Regions from separate parts of the Pan troglodytes genome. Here region 2 is linked to region 1. The links are chromatin contacts, called in public Hi-C maps. All regions are on one chromosome and are shown on one strand. Each heading gives the region's core, a stretch centred on a gene start, on an enhancer-like site or on the middle of the called end of the contact. The rest is flanking DNA. Distances are from core to core; before and after follow the strand shown. Region 1 overlaps CDK6 (cyclin dependent kinase 6). Region 2 overlaps CDK6 (cyclin dependent kinase 6).

Region 1 (6,959 bases), core at 1,208-3,707:
CATTAGAATCAGAAGGAAAAATGAGGCTAAAACGTGTTAGGCCTGCATTATACAAACATGATTTTATAAAAGGAAGTCTGTGGTATTCCAAAGTGAGCAAACAGTAAATTAAAAGACTATTATTTATATTTCCCCTGAAAACCATTCTGGGATCAGAAATGTGGAAAGAACAGCAAGTGATAAGCACAGGCTTCGGAAATAGGCAGATTTGGGTTCAAATCCTGCACCTGCCACTTACTGGCAGGTAAGGACAAATTACTTAACATCTATGACCCTTAGTGTCTTTATGTATACAATGATAATAACTTACAGTTGTAATGAGGATCAGTTATACTTTATTTAAATTTATAGTAATATATACATTTATAATTTAAAGTACATAGCACAGCACCTGATATACATCACACACAGTCAATTATCAATCAATACACTGCCGACTATTATTATAATTAGAAAATGTTATTAATACAAGATGCATAGGAAATACATCATTACCACACTTAAAATATGAACTGCTTATATCTATGTATAACTTAAGATTCTTTAAAAAATTAATGGGTCAATGGACTTACATAACTTATACATTGTATAGATATTATTTATAGTTTACATATAGGTCGTAAGTAGGTTTGAACAGAGAAAATCAGAGGATGCAGGGACTTCTTTCTCACACAGACTGTATAACTCTGAACCAAAAATAAAATCATAGTTTAGTGGACGGGGTACATAGCTATTCAAATACTGAACAAATAATTTTAACTACAGTTAGAAATTGTGCTGGCCCACATTAGGGTCTTCTGCTTGGCCTCTACTTGTTGGGACTAAGGCCCAGGAAGAGGTGTTCTTATGAATGTACTTCCAGATTTCAGGAAGATGTGGTACAGGTCTCAAGATCTGTAGCACTTCATTTCCCCTTCCCTCACCTACACAGAGCCCAGGCCATAGACTTCAGCTGGGAAGATACCCCTGTCATCACGGCTTCTCTGCCTGGGTGTCTGGGGAAGACACTGTAATTTGGCCTCTATCAGGCATACTGAGAGAGCTACATTATTGAGGCAAAGACAGATTCATGGACATATTTACTAGAAGCAATAAATAGAAATGACAATGAGCAATATATAGATTTGTTCAATAGTACAGCCTACAATCGAAGTAAAAAGAAAAAAACCAAAAATACCACTATTAATTATGAAAAGAAATGCACGTGTAAGTGTCTGGATACAATGGGACAGGGCAGAGGAGGGAATGAAAAATGCTTGTTAGAGAGCTTTAAAAATTTCCTTTCATTCCTTTTTAGTTTTCAGGTCTATGTGTATCAATATTTTTGTGTATATTCACCAGTCAGCTAGAAATTGATTATATTAATAACTCCTAGAAATATTTAAAATCTTTTTTATTTGTGGCTTTGAATGTATCTACATCTAATTACATCTTGCAAGTATATGATCAACTGAATGCCAAAAGCCTTCAGAGGAACAGCACATCTCTGTTTGTATGCGTGTACATATACAAATAACTTTATATAATTTTATATAAAATTTTAAACAAACACATAACTATATATATAAAACTTTAAGTCTATCACCTCCTCTGATTCCTGTAATAATTTCCTAAGACATATAAGTCAGGTGTTATTAGTCTCATTTTATAGATGGGGAAATTGAGAATGAGGAATAAAATGAACTGCCAAAGTCACAGATAGCAAGCTCAGTCACAGAGTCCAGAGTGAGTTCCGTTCTCTCTATTCCAATATTTTATTTCCATTTAGCTATGACATCATTCTTAAAAATGCTCTAAGATGTCACAGGCTAAAACTATTGTTTCACTTTTAATACTTGCTATTACTTGAAGGCTTAAATCTTCCTAAACACAGAAATGTTTTTCCCTTTAAGAGTATGTGAACATGGACCAGGTGGGGTGGCTGTAATCCCAGCAGTTTGGAAGGCCGAGGCAAGCGGACCACTTGACCCCAGGAGTTCAAGACCAGCCTGGGCAACATGGTGAAACTCCATCTCTATAAAAAATATAAAAATTAGCTGGTTGTGGTGTCCTGTGCCTGTAGTCCCAGCTACTTGGGAGGCTTAGATAGGAGGATTACTTGAGCTCGGAAGGCCAAGGCTTCAGTGAGCCAAGATCGCACCACTGTACTCCAGCCTGGACAACAGGGCAAGACCTTGTCTCCAAAGAAAAAAATAAAAAAGAGTATGTGAATATGGCTTTCCTTAAAAAAAATTTGGTTTCATGTCCAGAATGAACTTTTATGGCCCATATATGTGTTGTGAAATTCTGATAGGTCCATTAAAAAATGCTTGCATTTAATTCCACTATTTGGACAGCTGAATATAAGCCTTAAAAGTTGACATTTATGTTGGCAAGCCCAACAGGGCACAAAATCTATAAATGGCAGTGATGGAGGAGACAGAAATATTTTTTCAAGTACTTCAGCAGTGACGCTAGGGTGCAGCATTGTCCCTTTTCTCTGGCAAGGTAATGCATTCAGAGGAAACAGAACATAATTTTGATGACACAATGCCAGAAACCACAAAGTAAAATCTAAAGGCACAAACCATAGAACTCTACAGCTTCTTTGCTGTTGGCAACCTACGATTGTCAGGACTTTGCCAAAAGCAGAACTGGCTTTTCTTTGGAAGCAGGTCAAACATGCCGGTCAAATGTTCCTTCTGGTCCATTTCACTGGCCTCATGTACTAAGGGGGCACTAACAATGGTTAACAAGATTGCAGACATCAGTGCTGGAGGTAGACACAACTGTCAGGTAGTATAAATAAGGGAAAGAAGGTGATGGCTTTCAAGTCCTGGCAAGCTGACTTTAGTCAAGATTCTCTTTCCTTTTAACAGAAGGTCATCAGTATGTCTGCTTTCCCTAGTTTCCTCTTTATGATCACATGCACACAAAATACATTCAACAGTCATGGGGAAAAATAGATGGGAGTTCATCATTGAGTGATTAAAGAACTTGCCATTCAGAAGCAGGGGTAACATGAAGGCTTTGTGTTGAATTTATCCACTGTACAGAGTGGTCAGTAGTAGGAGCAGTAGCATCACCTGCCCTGGACCCAGGAAGCCCCCAGGCATAAAAAACTAGCAAATGTTATTCAGGCCTTAAAGCTACTATGTTCTGACTCAGCAGTAGCACTGGCATTAACAGAAGTCTAGCTGCTTCTAGTCACTAAAAGAACAAAATCAGGTTCCAGTTTTATTAACTGTTTTAAGCAGTCATGCTTGAGTAGACAGTGCTGATATGAAAATCTGTTCTTTAGGGGTGTTTTTTTTTTGTTGCAGTCTTACAGACTTCGAATTTCATAAAAATCACTGGGATTCCTATAAAATGTCACAGACCAAAGATCAGGGCTATTTTTGGTCTAGAACTCCCACTTTTTTCCTACTCCACTCCAATTTGGATGGGCCTTTCAAACACAAAAACCCAAAAAAGGATGCCACACTGCATGCTTTGTCAGAAGAAGTGCCCCAGTTACATTCTAGAAACATGAATGCATACATGCATGAACATGCAGACATGAATGAAACTATGTAAATCATCAAGGAGCGATGTAACTGAAACCAAAGAATTTGAGCACAAGAAAGGATCTTATAGAGAATTTAAGTCAGAGTTTCATTTCTCAGATGAAGTTAAGGAAATAAAAAGTTAAATAATTAATGATGAACTCTAATAGTAACAGTAATAGATAACTTTTTAAAGTGCTTACTATGTGCCAGGCACTGTGTAAGCCCTTCACGAGGTGTTTTAAATGACTTTCTCAAAGTTGCAGAGTTATTTTGCCAAAGACTTAGGGTTCTCATTTTCTATTTTGGTGCTCCAAAGAAAAATGAGATGTGTAGCATACCATCCTTTGCCCAGGAAAACAAAACAAAACAATGCAGAACCAACCTGGGTGACCAAGGATACTCAGTGGGGACAGGAAGCCCACTGGACAAGGATGGGTACTTGGTCACCAGGCATCCCATCTCTGATGGCGGGTGCTTTTGAAATGACCACAAGCAGAAAATGTATTTGAACTAAAAGAACTGGAGCTCAGCCACACGAAGAAAGAGGAGCAGCTAAAAGATCCACACAAGCAACATACAAGTTTCCAGAGCAGAGCAGTTAGGGCTCTGCATAAAATGGCACTTCTACCATGTCTCCACTCACCACACAAATAGTAACACTGTCTGCAGCAGCTGCTTGAAGTAAGAAAGACAAGAGATAAACACATGATATGCATGTCAGAGGAAAGTCACTGTAAATGTTTTAATGCTATGGACACTGGTGTAAAATTATAATTATTACTTACTCCAAGATTTTTCCTAGTTGATCAACATCTGAACTTCCACGAAAAAGAGGCCTAAAAGAATAAAGATACATTTTAAATAAGAAATGTTCTCAGATTACATTTCAATCATATTTGCCATTATCATTGTTTCACAGGAAGCAAAATATTCTTTATGGGTTGGGAAGAAGTAAAAAAAATTGAGACATTTTTCCTTTGGTAAGTGAAGGTTTTCCCTGCATTTCACGTATGGGTTAGGATCTCTCATGAATACCTGGTGGTAGATGAATTCCATGTTTTACAATCACGGGCATTCTGTTTGCAGTCATTCTAACAACAGTGCTACCGTCAAATTCAGTTCCAGGTTTCAAAGATCTGCTTAACTTCGTGATAAGGTGGAACATACCACCAGCCTAGTCTCGAACCATAAATAGGTGAGATTCTTTGATATTTCTCAGAGCACTTTTTCCATACTACTCTGCTATCAGAGTACTTCCTCATGGGTCTCTCTCCTTTCATTTGTCCTCAATGCTGCAGTGAACCACCTCTGGGTCTATTTTTCTAATTATACCACTTTTCTTCCTCCCAGTATTATGGCAGCTAACCATTACAAGTTCTAAATCTTAACTCCGGGCTTTAGAGGCAATTGTGTCTGCTTGAAACACACAGCCTTCCTTGTCTACATTGAGCATTTAACTGGCAATTAAAAAAGGTCATTTTGTGACATTTCTGGCATTTCTCCAAGAAGATCAAGTAGCCCCTTGAGGGAGGAGACTTCTCTAGGTTTCCCTATAAATCTCTGCCATAGAGCTTTACTCTGACAGATGCAGTTACTAAACATTTTATTTCATTTTGCATACACCTATGGTACACAAGTAAACGTTCCCTGATTCCTTCCTCAACAAATGCCATAAACAGGTAATTTTCAACATTAATGTATTAAAATAGTTGTAGTCTATTATCAGGTATCATATCTCTTTTTATATTATATATCAAATTATACAGCCTTAAACTTGACCTCTTAAATATTTTCTGTGCACAATAAATGAACTCACTATATATGGCCATATATGGAGAATCCTGCAGTCATAGCATTTCAGTGGTTAGAACACACCTTAACGTTTCTCAACCATACTTTCTATGAATGTTACTATTCCTGAAAATAATGATTTCCAAATGCAGTGGAAAAGAATTTACTTATTGCAAAGTGATGGGCTGAATTTTTTTCCCCCAAATTCATGTTGAAGCCCAACTCCCAAGATCTCCGAATTTAACTGTATTTGGAGATAGAGCCTTTAAACAAGTAATTAAAATAAGATAGGGTGGGCCCTAATCAAATCTGACTGTTTTCCTTGTAAGAAGAAGCCATTTGGACACAAAGAGACATCAGGGGTGCACATGCACACAGAGAAATAAACATGTGAGAACCATGAGAAGGTAAGCCTAAAAGAGAGCCCTCAGAAGAAACCAAACCTGCTGACACCTTCATCTTGGACTTCCAGCCTCCAGAACTGTGAGAAAATAAGCTTTTGTTGGTTAAGCAATCCAGTCTGGTATTTTGTTGCGGCAGTCCTATAAAACTAATATAAGCCACCTGCATATCACTAATGCAGCCAAATTCATAAAGAATCACGAAGTTGCGCTCTAAAAGACATCTTGACAGGTCTTAAAAGATGACAAGGTGAGAAGTCCAAGTTTTTTTCTAAAACTTCCAAAAAAAGGCAAAAAATGGAATCTTAACAATTATAATTTATTGAGCATGAATGTTGTATCTGGCCTAGTGCCAAGTGCCCCAAACATAATCTCATTTGATTCTCACAAAAATTCCAGGAGAAATGTAGTAGTATAATTATCCCTATTTTCAGATGAGGAAACTGAGTACTGGAGATGTTACATGGCTTAATTAAGGGCATAATATTCCCCTCTCCTTTTATTTCTTTTTAGTTAACATGTTGATTTTTCAAGATTTTTTTTTGACTGGGGAAAGGGTCTGTTTGGCGATGGACTGTCCTGGGAGTGAATCTCTATTTAGCTGTTTCTTCCTATATGATCTTAGGAAAGTCTCTTAATTTCTTTGACTTAGTTGCTTCATTTGTAAAATGGAAAGAATGATACTTACCTCATAGGATCAACTAAGTGAGATTATGAATATATCTCATCTACTAGAATGCCCAGCTTATAGCAGAGTTACAATTAAGTGGTAACTAAACACACACACACACACACACACACACACACACACACACACACATATCTCTCTTATTCCTGGCCAATATTATACAGATAATCATGTAAAGTATTTCACACAGTGAAGTAGAAAGGAAGGAACCATTTGCCACCATGTGGTGAGGTCCAAGTCACATTTAAGTCTAACAGTCTTTCCTCTGGGGTCACTAAATATTGCTTACATGTTACAGCTCTTACAACTTTATCAAGAAAAGAATTTTCTAAAGGATGAATGCCACATTTTTCAATAAGGATTAATTAATTCTGAATTGGCAATATCACTTCCTGTATGCAGTTTTGCAAAAAAAAAAAAAACCCAAAAACCTCACCAAGTATTTAAGTCTATCAGTGAGATAAATTTTCTCAGGTCAAATTACCAAGGGGACTAAGTTTCAGATTATATGCCTTTTTAAAAAAACAACTCAAAAATGCATAGATATCATTT
Region 2 (6,959 bases), core at 1,208-3,707, 61 kb after region 1:
CTGACCTCAAGTGATCCGCCTTCCTTGGCCTCCTAAAGTGCTGGGATTACAGGTGTGAGCCATCGTGCCTGGCCATAATTTAGTTCTTCAAAATTACATATTTAAATGAAGAATATTATAAAGAATTGGAATTCTAATTCTGCCAAGCACAGTCTTCTCATTATAACACCTTAACTGGTTATGGAAACTATTAAGAATTCAATACTGGCCAGGTGTGGTGGCTCACACCTGTAATCCCAGCACACTTTGGGAGGCTGAGGAGGGCGGATGACCTGAGGTTGGGAGTTTGAGACCAGCCTGACCAACATGGTGAAACCCCGTCTCTACTAAAAATACAAAATTAGTCGGGCATGGTGGTGCATGCCTGTAATCCCAGCTATTCAGGAGGCTGAGGCAGGAGAATCGCTGGAACTCAGGAGGTGGAGGTTGCGGTGAGCCGAGATCACACCATTGCGCTCCAGCCTGGGCCAACAAGAGTGAAACTCCATCTCAGAAAAAAAAAAAAAAAAAAAAAAAGCATTACATACCCATAAAATAATAATGGAGTCATCTCAAATTCACCCATTTGTAATCTAAGGGCTAGAAGGAGATGTTTTGACATATGGCAAAAAAATGTCTGAGGTCAATACAAAGATGAGAGTCTCACAGCATGGAGCGCTGTGCCAATAACTTTGTCCTCACCTCTGCTCTGATGCATCCATTACCAGCAGAAGGGCTGTATTTCCTCACATCTAGAGCTGCCTTGGCTCACATGGGGCCACTGGCTCCCTTTAGATATGTGGATGTCCCATCACCTGCTATTGCTGGTGTGGTTCTCTGATTCTCTCTCTGGGATTCTCTTTCTCTGAGTCTCTGCAGGTCCAGATCCTACCCATCTTTCAAGCCTCACTCACATATTGCTTCATCCACAAAGCCTTTCCTGATCTCCCAGCTGGAAGTAATGGCTCTTCTCTGAGCTTCCACTGCACTTCAATAGTACTTGACCCTTTCTATCTTGCATTATAGCTTTTCCATTTCTTGGCCACAATGCATTTACAGTGTCATGCATGGAAGGTGCTCAGTAATTATCTGATAGCTAGATACATGAATGAACCACAGGAAACTCCCAGTGGCAGTGCTGAAGATGGATAGAGGCAATCCCCTAGACTGGAGAATATGAGGACAATACTGTCCCATAATAACTTAATATCTTTGAGTAATCATGTATCTTTAACAGAGGAAATGATCCTGTGGAGGGAAGAGCTGAACCTGATTAGCTTCAGAGATTGTGTAAGAAGACTCACAGGGCAATGAAAGGCACAGGGAAAATGAGCTGAATGGGTGTTCCCTCCAAGTAGAGAGGAAAGGCATCTTGGGGGAAGAGAGCCACTCAGTAAACAGGGGGGCTGTGTACTTGTGTCAGGGGAGGGATGAAAATGACTCACTGAAGGACCAGCAAAGGTAGAATTCAGGGATCCAGGTTTCTGACCTTTTGTGATATCAGTGGCACTTGCCATTTCTTACTGAGTCGTACACCTCTCCCCCATTTTATCTATGTCTAAGCAGATCTACCTACAAAAGGCCTAGACAGCAAGCCTTTAGGTCAAAGTAAGCTTCCAGTCAATTCATCATGTGAATGTCTACTCTGTGAGGTACCATGTTAGTCCTGGACAGTGTGGTCACAAATTAGGAAAGCAATGAGTTAAATGAGTTGGCCGAAGTACAACTGGGTTGGAGGGAGGGGTGGTGTCTGTGTAGCAATTTAAGTGCAGAATGCTACGGTCCTGTCCTAGTGTTCCTCCTGCCTTTGTCTCTTTCAAATTATTGCTTAATCTAAGGCGACATCCTCAGGCAGTCACTTTTCTTACATGAAGCACAATCCTTGCGGAGCACTCCATGTGCCTGTCCCCACCCCCGCTCCAATCCATGCTGTATTCAGAACTCTGCAGTCTCTGACCCACAAATCCAACTGTCTCCTGGACATCACTACTTAGTGCTGCTACCAGTATCTCAAATTCAAAATGCATGCATTGTCTTTCCTCTGAAACTTGCTTTTCCTATATTTCTTCTCTCTGTAAGCAAAATCGCTACCTACCCACTTTCCCTACTTCTCTTGACTTTCAATGAAGCCACCATCAGATCCCAACAATTCCATCGAGAGCATGTCCTCTCCTGGATGGTCCAAATAGCTTCCTCTGTGGTCTTTTCCTGCCAACATGCCCCCTGCCACTCTGTCTTCTTTACTGCATCTGAAGCTGTGCTCACCACTCTCCTGCTTAAAATCCTTCATCCATTCTCTGGAGATTTCAGGGTCAAGCTCAACTCTAGTTTACCTCCAATGCTCTCATAATCTGGTTCCCACCCACTCTCTGCCTTCATTGTCTGCTCCCCTTTCAGATGAAGGCTTTCTTTAACTTGTCAGAAACCGTGAGGTTCTTTAAACACGTGTGCTATGTCATGCCTCATGTGGTCTTCCCATGGGCCCTTCTCTGGAATGCCCTCTTCACAACCCCATTCTTAATTCCTGTGAACCTTGCCCTGCCTAGTCCTCCGCAAGCATAAATGATTGCAGCACTTACATTGCATCTCAATCATTGTATCCTCACGGTCTACTAGGCCCAAAGCCAGCCCTTTGAGGGTAGAGAGTATTTCTAAGTGGACTTTTATTCCCAGTCCCTCGCAGAGTGTTGTATAAAGCAAGCATAAAATAAACATATGTTCCAACAAATGTATGGGTAGCCAGAAGACAGCAGAATGGAGAGTTACAGGATAAGGAGGGATAACACAGGGCAGGACAGAGTGTTTCTATTATAGTATAAATTTTATAGGCCATAGTTGTGTCCCCATGTCCACACCAGGCATTCTGAGAGTCCACCAACATGATCTTTAGTCAACAGATGACTTTTTAATAAAGTGCAAGGACCATTTTATTTTTGTAAAACGAAGTTTTAAAATGCCTGAAGGGCCTATGTTTTCCTTCAGGCTGCACTGTTTAAATTTCCTCTTGAACTCGTGAAACTTAAAATAGTTACCACTTATTAAACGTCTATTATGTTTCAAGTAACAAACTCATTCTCTTTGTAGAAGTACAGTATAGTATAGTTTTGATTTTGACACTAAACAATCATACATTTGATCTCCCTCTGCTTTCACCATAGAAACCAAGCAAATATTTGCAGCCATTCCTTCAACCTTCACAGATAAGTAGAAATGAAAATTATTCTGAACACAGGATATGGCAGGCTGCAGGGCTCATTGTTTCCTCTTAGAAGTTGTTTTAACTCTTAAGGAAATCTATTTGCTTTGAGAGGCCACATAATTACTCAGATTTGTAAAAGAATTTAAAAATTGGGTTTTTCCTTGCTATGGAAACAGTCAAATGCCTCTAAGGTCCATGCCTTCTTTCCCATTGGTTACTATGCTCCTTTTGACACAGGTTGCAAGCAAACCTACTAAATGAGTACTAGCAGGTTATATGGTTAGTGCAAGTGATGAGGGAAATGGAAGCATAGTTTTAAAATCCAAGTTCAGGCACACACATTCTTCAACATTTTAAAATTCCATGAGCACTGCCTTCCTTAAATGGGGAGGATTTGCAGATTGTCAGGTGGAAGCAGTCATGAAGGCATAGCTCATTCAGCTCATTCTGCAGTACGCTCTCCTCCTCGAACACCCCCATCTAAAATGGGTCATCGAGATGCATGCAGGAAAATAAAACCAGCCACAACATTTCCCAGTAATCCAGGCTACCAGAAATGAATTTATAGTCTACAGAGGACTGTGAGTGTGTGGGGGGGTCCCCACTATATTTTGTGCTTTAAGCTATTAAAGGAAAGACATAAAGAAAATATGCTTCTGAAGATTAGGGTGTTTCATGCTGTTCATTTAGCAAGATTAAAACTGCAAACAGAAAAGGAGGACACATCTGAGAGAAGGACTTAGATTGCAGCATTAGGAATTTGTGTTAGACAGAAGGAAGTATTTTCTGACAATAAGAACTGTTAAATATCAGAATGGATTACTGTGGGGCCTTGTAATGTTTTCTCTTCTCTAAAACTTTTCATTTTTATTTTGAGTGTAAATAAGTAGGGGGCTACGGAAGGAGAGAAAGGAAACATTTGTAAAGCACAGAAGATGTAATGTACTGCACTGAATTAACTTTATCTGTTGTCTTATATAATCTTCAGTTTAACGGTGTGAGGCGAGTATCAACGACTCTATTTTTACAGATAAGGAAGCTGAGAATCACAGAAGAGCCAATGGCAGAACCAGAATCTGAAGCAGGTCTTATTGAACTCAGGTTCATTCTCCTCACTGTGGAGTCTATATGACCTCAGGTCTTTTCTTTTTTGGTCTTAAGCCTAATTACAATAAAAAAGTTTGTATTTCCAGAATAGTCAACATTCCCATAGTAATGCAGTTTACCAGAAAAGCTGACAAAAACAAAAGAAGTTGTTTTTCTAAGATAATGGGACCCCAAGGGATTTCACCAAGATGGCTGCCAGTTGAGGGATCAGGGTCATGGATGTGCAAATGACTGGGTCCTGGATGGAGGGTAGGGAAGGTTTGCCTACCCACAATGTTCTGCACAGGAGCCAGAAGTCGGGCACTGTGTGCACAGGCATGTCTATGCTGTTCCCTAGATCCCTTCCCTGAAGACCAAGCATCACCCTTCCTCCCTAACATTTTCTCCTTTTGTATTCTATCTCTGCAAATGAGATCACCATCTCACCAGCTGCCCATGTCAGGCTCTTCCTCAAAATCACCCCTCACCCATTTATGCAGATGTAGTGTAAAAAGGGTGCCTTCTTGTTTACAAAAAAACAAAATGCACAGAAGACTAGAGCTGTGGAAATAGGAGAGAAGGAAAATACACAATTTAGGTAACCTAAATACTATCACCCACCATTTTCTAACACAGTCACTAAGCAACATTAAAAAAAATCATATTACTTGACATACGAATTCTTTGGTTTTGAACACAGTGCAATTGTATGGACTCGACGACATTATCTAGATTTTACCATCTGATTTCAAAGTTGCTAAAAAAAAGGTCTAATATGTAATATGTGTCCTAGCCCTTTATTTAATTTCCTCTTTCTTTTATAACACAGTTTTGCTGTACTTACTGAATTTTAAATGTCTTCAAAATCTAAAATTCATTTCATATCTCTTCTATGAGCAGAGATGAAAGAAAGGATCATTGAAAGGGAATATAGTTCTGTTGATTAAATAATTACAGAATATATACATTCATTTGCTCTTAATGAGCCACAATGCTTTTCTTAAAATTGTCTCAGTTTCTAGGAAGAACCACACTAATACCAAGGACTTACAGAGTATTTCTAGGTATATCCGCTGTCAGGAGAGATACATGTGTGAACATAAAAACCAGCGGAAGGCTTCTCACCTAGACTCAGGCACTCATGCTGCATGCGTGTTGGGGGCAGTGTGGTTGCTGCATGCAAACACTACTTGAAAGGAAAAGTAACCCTCTGAGTTTGAGTAAAACTTGGCTTCTAACTCAGAACTAATTCAAAGAAACGCTACATTTCCATTTATAAACATTTCAAAGAATGTTACTGCTTTCTAGAAACCTGTGGCAGGTAGCTTCTTTTATCCTGGAAACTGTTAGGGCTTTCAAAATGGCCTAAGAAATATTCCACAAAAATTATAGCATACCATTATTTTGCACTAAACTCCTGCACTAGGCCCCAACAGACTGGACTAAAAGTTAAAATGGAGTCACTTATGCTCACCAAACCAAAACTGGGTAAATCAGGAGAGACAGAGAAGTCAAAAGAGAAAGACAGCCTAATTTCCCAAACAGGCCAGTTTCTATCTTAAATCAGCATGACAATGAAGTTCCCTCTGTTTTAATCTTTACAATAGCGTAACTTGAAGTAACCTGATGTTAAGCAGTTATCTATTGTTCTGTCTCCCTGTCCCTTACATGGACGTAACTTTGAAATGACCAAGCTGCTTTCTGTTCTTTTGTTTCTGCTTTCTTCTGCCCCTTTTCTGTCTATAAAGCCACTCTCCTTTGTTTGACTAACTGGAACACTTACTCTATTTTACAGAATGTGGTGTTGTCCATTTCTAGAATTGCAATAAAGCCAACTGAGATCTTTAAACTAAATTTGTTGGAATCACAGAAGTGATCACAGTGATATCTAAGAAAAACATGTATTACATATTTTAACTATCTTTTAGTAACTGAAAGTACTTTTTTCTCATTTATGTATTTATTTATTTTTGTACATGAGTAAGTTCTTTAGCGGTGATTTCTGATTTTGGTGCACCCATCACTTGAGTAGTGTACACTGTACCCAATGTGTAGTCTTTTATCTCTCACCCTCCTCCCGCCCCTTCCCTGAGTCCCCAAAGTCCACTGTATCATTCTTATGCCTTTGCATCCTCATCGCTTATGAGTGAGAACATACCATGTTTGGTTTAACATTCCTGAGTTACTTCACTTAGAATAATGGTCTCCAATTCCATCCAGGTTGCTGCAAATGCCATTATTTTGCTCTTTTTATGGCTGAGTAGTATTTCATCATATATATAATGAAATCTATATATACCACATTTTCTTTATCCACTTGTTGACTGATGGGCATCTGGGCTGGTTCCATATTTTTGCAATTGTGAACTGTGCTGCTATAACATGCATGTGCAAGTATTTTTTTCGTACAACTTATTTTCCTTTGGGTAGATACCCAGGAATGGGATTGCTAGATCCAATGATAGATCTACTTTTAGTTCTTTAAGGAATCTCCACACTGTTTTCTATAGTGATGTACTAGTTTACATTCCCACCAACAGTGTAAAAGTGTTCCCTTTTCACCACACCTGTGCCAACATCCATTTTTTTTCATTATGGCCATTCTTGCAGGAGTAAGGCAGTATTGCATTGTGGTTTTGATTTGCATTTCCCTGATAATTAGTGATGTTGGACATTTTTTCATATATTTGTTGGC

What was found. A called contact is a pair of places that touch in the nucleus more often than the background predicts.
Region 2: a contact with region 1 is called in a Hi-C map of stem cell-derived neural progenitor cells, with 3 times the contacts expected there. The contact joins two enhancer-like sites. A contact is called at or near these places in 2 of 7 Hi-C or Micro-C datasets (blood and stem cell-derived neural progenitor cells).

What each region holds. Positions count from the first base shown.
Region 1 is chr6:101,995,499-102,002,457 of NHGRI_mPanTro3-v2.0_pri, forward strand. CDK6 (cyclin dependent kinase 6) reads right to left here. Exons shown (of 8, transcript XM_003318579.6): 6 at 4,313-4,363. Among named protein-coding and RNA genes, the nearest start is that of FAM133B, 32 kb to the left of the region's middle. Within about 2 kb of position 2,458, at least 7 of the 24 cell types and tissues checked have an H3K27ac peak or open chromatin away from gene starts, as enhancers often do. A contact at or near this core is called in stem cell-derived neural progenitor cells, where this site is marked.
Region 2 is chr6:102,056,789-102,063,747 of NHGRI_mPanTro3-v2.0_pri, forward strand. All of the region lies in intron 4 of CDK6 (cyclin dependent kinase 6), which reads right to left. Among named protein-coding and RNA genes, the nearest start is that of FAM133B, 93 kb to the left of the region's middle. Within about 2 kb of position 2,458, at least 3 of the 24 cell types and tissues checked have an H3K27ac peak or open chromatin away from gene starts, as enhancers often do. A contact at or near this core is called in stem cell-derived neural progenitor cells, where this site is marked.